Linked DNA regions of Rattus norvegicus: region 2 is linked to region 1. Evidence: chromatin contacts called from public Hi-C data. All regions are on one chromosome and are shown on one strand. The core of a region is the stretch at or near the end of the contact, and the rest is flanking DNA. Distances in the headings are between cores, read along the strand shown. Region 1 overlaps LOC108352357 (a long non-coding RNA gene). Region 2 holds the start of Fetub (fetuin B).

Region 1 (3,441 bases), core at 442-2,941:
CTGCTTTGAGATCACTAAGAATATAAGCATAGTATGAACATGTGTTTCTGCTCGGATGGGAAGGTATCCTGGGACTCAGAAACCTAGGAACCACACATCTCTGAGTGGAAGGGAAACCTGAGGTAGGGAACTCAGGAATCAGACAGTTATAAGGAGGGACGGTGTCACAATCAAAAGGAAAACTGAGACAAGGGAGTACAGGAACCACAAAGCTCACAGACAAATCCTCTTCAGCAGTGATGCTGCAACTCCCCTGGGGGTGGGGGTATCCTTAACTGAGCTGAGGAGTTGAGGAGCCTCAGACCCTCATCCATTTCATTTTTCCCTTCTCTTCATTGCTTCTTGGTGTCTTCTGATAGTCACTACAGCTCTGCTGCTAGCTTCTGTGACAACACCCACTGTCAGCATCAGTGTCTTGTGCATAGATCCTCCAGTAACTGGCTTTTTTCCAGTTCCTCCCATGTTGCAAGTGGTAAAGCTTAATTGTTTACACACCAGGCAGCAAATCTCATGAGACAGATGTATTGAGACATCCAGTGAAAGGAACTAAGAATCCAGGGAATTGGACAAAGGACAGGCCTTATGTGGGATTTCTTAGGAGGCACAGCTTTTCAAGGCAGAGATTTCCAGATTGAGGATTGGAGGATTTCAAATCATGAATTTAGGGAGCTCAGAGATTGGTGGATTTTCCTGTTTAAGGATTACAGGATTGGTGGGATTTTTGTGGGAAGCTTGGGGATTTTAAACTAGTGGGTTTTTCCTTCTCCTGGATTGGTTGCTTTTTCCCCCACCTCCTTCTTCCTGCATTGGGCCCATGGGAAGACCTTCCTAGTCACAGGCAGTTTTGGCTGAGGCTCTGTATCTGTGGAGCTGCGGAGGGTGCAACTACTATACAAGTTTCTGCAGGACAGCTCAGCTGGTGTGAGAAAGGAGATGCACCACCTTGAACAGCTTCTTGTGACAGCTCCAATCTGAGGTGCCGCCATTTTGACAGATACCGCCATTTTAACAAATGCTGCCATCTTAAGATCTTACAGGGTCCTCAGGCTGGGACAGGAAAGAGGGGTTGGTCACTGATTTGACAACTTTGGCTGTGCACTTAGAAACCATGATAAACATTCCTCCAGGAAATATTTATATAAAAATAAACACATTTTAACGAACACGGCTCTCCTTGAGTCTGATCAGGAATGGTGTTTGTGATGTCAGGGTCCACAAACTTGCTACTGGGTTCCCTGAGTGACTCCAGGTGTCACCTTTGCTTTCCTCAGGATGGCTCTGAAACATTTTATTCCTTCAAGTATCAAATCAAGGAGGGCAACTGCCCTGTTCAGAGAGGCCTCACCTGACAGGACTGCGACTTCAAGAACGCTGAGGAAACCATGAGTATGCTCTTTATATAAAAGCCCCAGCCTGACCCATGCAACCCTCAGGGTGCTATAAAATATAAATGAGACAGGAAAACTGATAGACCAAGTATGAAATTTGTATCTAGCGTGGGGTACACCTAATGACTTTGCTCCCAGGTATTTGTTTAAATCAGAATCACCTGTCACCTCAGACAGTCATCAGCTGTTCATGGTGACAAAATTCAAAGTCCTTTTAGCCATTCTCTGTGAACAATACAGCATTGTCCTCTGTGTCCATTCCAGTCTATCTGTCATTCAGTAATCCTTGGCCAGCCCTGTCCTATGCCAGCCTCCAACTGCTGATGACTCCTGTCCTGCTCCTAGCTTAGGTGACATCAGCCCTGTCAGCCTTTGATATCCCGTGCCTAGATGCACTCACTAACCAGCTGGTTTCCAGTTCCTTCCATGTTGCAAATTGCAAAGTATAATTGTTCATACATCTATGGTATTCTATTCTGTATATATATATACCAACATACTTGCCCACTCATCAGACACTGGTTTTTTGTTTGTTTGTTTGTTTGTTTGTTTTGGTGTTGTGGTTAATTACAAGGGGATTATTTATATTATAGAGCCTGTTCAGGAAAGATGAAAACTTTGTAATATGTAGAATATTGACCCACACCATATCTGTGTTCCTGGAAAGACACATGAATCAGGAAGATGCCAATCATTAAACAGGCATGTGTCAACTCACTAGAAGGTATACATGTAAACAACAAAAGTTTGTGCATCAGACCACAGGGAGACAACAGGAAGACATTTGGGTTGAGTTCAAGGTCTAATTTAGGAAGAATATGGTAATTTCAGCTTTATTGGCCCTCAGTATAAATCTTGACTTTGCCACTCATCCTCCCTCCGCAGGTGCTTCATTCTATTAAAATGAGGAAATATTGATGGCACTGGATATAGGAGATGGAAACTAGATACATTATACAAAGGAGCTGTTAACAATAAGCACCTTAAAGAAACACTGGATTGAGCATGAGTACCTGATGTTTGCCTTGCACTGGCGAGAGGGTATTATCTGCCTGAGAAGCAAGCCTTTCTTCTCCCTGGCTGGAGTTCCCCTCTTAGATAGGATGTCAGCATCATCCACGTGTTTGTTTAAGCACTGTGCTCATTCACAGTTGTAACATGTACTGGGTTCCCAATTAGGAGACCAGGATTTCTACTCTGGCTCTGTGAGCTTGTGTAGCAGTTGCTATCCCCTGCAGTCAGTCTCTCAGAGCCATAGGGACACATCAGGGTGAGCTCTAGCTTCACACAATAGCTCCTGATACTCAGGACAGGGGGCTAAAGTGAAGGCCAAGTCAAAGCTATTCAACAAATATTATTCATCACTAAGAGTGGGCAGACATGTGTAAGCACCGACTGTGTGCTGCTCTGTTAAGCGCTTTCTGTGTGTGGGCACACTGATTCTCCACAGCAACCTCTTAAGTACATGTGGTGCTGTTTCCACAAGGTGGGTAAACTGAGGCAGTGGGGGGCACCAGAGCAGCAGGAACAACTAGCAGCCAGCAGTGTGGAAGTGGGATGTTCTAAGAGGTTAAACTGATTTATGTAAAGAGCAGGCAAACACTGAAACTGAGGGGGGAATCAAAGAGGAAGCTCATCCTGTTGATTCTGAGGCATGGCATCCATCTTGGTGGCAAACAAGTAGCCACAGATCTCCACATCATGACTCAACCTTAGAGGACTTACTCTGCCTCTCCCCTGTCCTGTGAGCATCAGTGGCTCGAGGGAACAATCACAAGGTCACATAAATATTCATTCTCAAGTCTCACAAGTTTGTTAATGGGCTGGTAAGATTGCTGAGTGTTAAGAGCACTTGCTACTCTTGAGAATTCCTGGGTTGGGTTTCTAGCACCCAAATGGACACTTGGAACCATCTGTAACTCTAGTCCCATTGCTTCTGCTGCTGTCCTCTGGGTTCTGCAGACACCAATCATATAGACACACATCCAGGAAAAGCACTTGCATGCATAAGAACAAATAAATCTAAAGAAAACAAAACAAAAACTCTATTAAA
Region 2 (3,441 bases), core at 635-3,134, 81 kb before region 1:
AGTATCTATCAAGTGAGGGGGGGAGAAGGAATCTGCTCTGCTCAACTATGATACAGTCACATATTTAAGTTTAATATGTAGCCAATGTTTAATGTAAATTTAGGTCCCTTAGCAATGTTAACAGCCTTCTTTTGCTTGGTTCACTCACGCCAGCCATAGACTACTGCATGTTGGATTTTCATCTAGACCAGAGGGACATTTTTTTCCATGCAAAATATCTGGTCTTCCTCACCAGGTTCCCATGAAAAAGTCCCACAGACTGACATTCTTGTTTATGAACACAGACATTCCGAAAATATATTTGTGGATTAAAAATAAGCACCACTCAGAAAAACTCTTGTATTCTTTAGTAGGGAACTGTGTCTGAAATAGTATTGACTCCAGAGCTTTGGTGTCTTCAAGGTCCTCTTTGTTGATGGCCTACCAGATGGGTACCTGCAGATGCAGCAGAACTTCCATTTGGACACAGAGAGCCTGGGCAGGGGTGGGGGTGGAGGTGTTGCTTACCTTAGGGAACGCTTTCCAGGACAGCCTACTGTAGGCTCCCTTCCTGACTTGGACCTTTACTTTCATTGTTAATCTCTCTCTCTCTCTCTCTCTCTCTCTCTCTCTCTCTCTCTCTCGTGTGTGTGTGTGTGTGTGTGTGTGTGTGTGTGTGTGTGTGTGTGTGTGAGTGTATGTGTGTTTGAAGTAGAAACTAACTGACTTGTGGATATAGTTCAGAAGTAGAATGTCTGATATAAGTGAGGCCCTGTGATGTGTGTATGTGCGTGTGTGTGTGTGTGTTTGAAGTAGAAACTGGCTTGTAGATATAGCTCAGAAGTAGAAGTAGAATGTTTGTCTGATATAAGTGAGGGCCTGGGTGTGTATGTGTCTGTGTACGTGCTGTTTATGGTGGTGGGCACTCATAATTCCAGGAATTAGCGACTGAAGCAAGGTTGCAAGTTCCAAGCCAGATAGAAAACTTTTTTTTAAAAAATGTACTTATTTATTATATATAAGTACACTGTAGCTGTCTTCAGACACACCAGAAGAGGGCATCAGATCCAATTACAGATGGTTGTGAGCCACCATGTGGTTGCTGGGAATTGAACTCAGGACCTCTGGAAGAGCAGTCAGTGCTCTTAACAGCTGAGCCCTCTCTCCAGCCCCAGATTGGGAAACTTAATGAGGTCTTGTCTCAAAATAAAAATCACTGTGCTGTAGCCCTTGTAATCATCCCACTTGTCCCACACGTATGAAGCCCAGTTCTAGAGGAAAGGAGTTTTGGAAGATACTTGGTTTTGTAGCCAGAATATGGTGATATGTACCTGTAGTCCCAGTAGCTGCAAGAGGATTTCGCGTTCAAGGCCATATGCAGCTACTGAACAAATTCAGTCAAAACAAAAAATAAATTGCTTCTCCTATACTCCTAACAAGCAGAACCTCCCGCCTCCCTGGGCTCGAAATTGAAACTCAGAGAGGCAAGGACCACTGTGGGTCTCGATGGCCATCCTTATCTTTCTCCTGACAGTATCAGGTTTCTGTCTGTTGATGCATTTACTTTTAGATGCACAAAAGGAAGAATAGACTAGAGTGTATTGGGAGAAGTTTTGGGGTCTCATTAGCTTTCCCCGCCTTAAATACAATTTTGAGGTGAAGCACATTTTCCTGTCTGATACAGGAACTAGAAAGGGACATTTTTGAGTGGGGATTGGCTTTCCTCTGGACAGGACAGAAGCCAGGTTTCCCAAGTCTTGATCAAACATTTGCTATAATTCCTAGGAAGGAGTTAGGAAACTTCAATTTATTTACACGAATGGCATGCTCCGGGTCCAAGGTTAGAACACTGACAAATCCCATCTAAAATATTGACTCAGGAAAATGCTGTGTTTGGATAAAGGCGGCCTCAGGACCTGGTACTTCAAGTCGTATGCAGCTCTCTGATTGCAATTATAAAACGGCTCAAGCCAATCTTGAGGCCCCACAGTAGGGCCCGTCCTGTCAGCTCGACCCTGACACGTCCTGGATCTTGTTCTCCACAGAATGGGTGTGCTACGGCTTCTGGTGCTCTGCACCCTGGCTGCATGCTGTGTGGCCCGCTCTCCCCCAGCTCCACCCCTGCCAAACGCCCCCTTCGCACCTCTGCGTCCCCTGGGCTGTAACGACTCTGAAGTGCTGGCAGTTGCAGGTTTTGCCCTGCAGAACATCAACAGAGTCCAAAAGGATGGCTACATGTTGACCCTCAACAGAGTACACGATGCTCGGGTTCACCGTCAGGCAAGTGACAGACTTTGGGGCAGCATTTGGACAGGCTACAGGGACTAGCCCGGGGGTGGCAACTTAGGACTACTTGTCAACAGGTCAACAGGTACTTTCCGGTCTGGGAACACAATACTCTGCCATCAGCAGCAGGTGTGCTATGTCATTCTTGCTGTCCACAGGAGTGATGACAAGAGTGAGCCTACTCTGTCACCACGTCCAGGTTTCAGGAGTCTAGAAGAGCATGTAGCATACACATGAGCTTAGGCTCTCCCAGGACGATGCTATTGGTCTAGTTGTCCTGGAAGTGTTTCATGTGGGATGTGGTGTTTCTCCAACCCCATCATAGGAAGACATGGGCTCTCTGTTCTACCTCATGCTGGACGTCTTAGAGACTGGCTGCCACGTGCTCAGCAGGAAGGCACTGAAGGACTGCGGACCGAGGATTTTCTATGAGACTGTAAGTGCCTGTTCCCAGGGGCCTGCTCAGTGCCTGCCCACTCTTCAGGTTCCTCTTTATTGTCTCCAAGGCAACAGGCCAGCGTGCCAACTCTAACACTGGAGACAGAACCAAGTTTAGTCAGGGTAGGGAGGGTTCCTAGGATTGGGGTCTTGCTGACTAGACTTGAAAAGGTCCTCCCAAATTATTTTCTATCCTAAGGTTCTTTGGCAGCTAAGACAATGTTTACATTATCAGAGAGAGAGAGAGAGAGAGAGAGAGAGAGAGAGAGAGAGAGAGAGAGAGAGAGAGAGACAGACAGAGACAGAGACAGAGACAGACAGAGAGATTCTGGTGTTTGAAGAAGGTTGGTGGACAGCAGCAATATTGGAGGATAGCTTGTGTTCTTTTGCTTAGCTTTATTTGAATGAATATCCACGTGAAGTTTTCAGCTAGGAAAGAGAATGGCTTCCAGTGTGGGTACTGTCAGGGGCTTCCTGGGAATAAAACTAAATGGCCTCAGAACTCATCCTTTCTCCTTTAAAAATATATTTTATTTTTCTTTATGTACGGATGCCTTGCTTCATGTATGTGTGTGCACCACAATCATGTAGCGCCCACAGAGACCAGAAGGTGTCTTAAGACCCACCCCACTCCCCACCCCCGCCCCCACCCCCAGTCTCCGACCCCCAGAACTGGAGATCCAGATGGTTATATGACACCTGATGGGGACACTGAGGGTGCTCTAGAAGAATAGCAAG

The links. Hi-C and Micro-C count contacts between places; a contact is called where the count stands out from the background.
Region 2: a Hi-C map of liver shows a contact between it and region 1, with 3 times the contacts expected there. The contact joins the promoter of Fetub here to the enhancer-like site in region 1. A contact is called at or near these places in 4 of 12 Hi-C or Micro-C datasets (hepatocytes, kidney and liver).

What each region holds. Positions count from the first base shown.
Region 1 is chr11:91,511,816-91,515,256 of GRCr8, reverse strand. All of the region lies in intron 1 of LOC108352357 (a long non-coding RNA gene), which reads left to right. Among named protein-coding and RNA genes, the nearest start is that of Kng2l1, 30 kb to the right of the region's middle. Within about 2 kb of position 1,691, at least 1 of the 93 cell types and tissues checked has an H3K27ac peak or open chromatin away from gene starts, as enhancers often do. A contact at or near this core is called in liver, where this site is marked.
Region 2 is chr11:91,593,415-91,596,855 of GRCr8, reverse strand. It overlaps Fetub (fetuin B), which reads left to right and starts at 1,884. Exons shown (of 7, transcript NM_053348.2): 1 at 1,884-2,259; 2 at 2,591-2,701. The coding sequence starts at 2,026.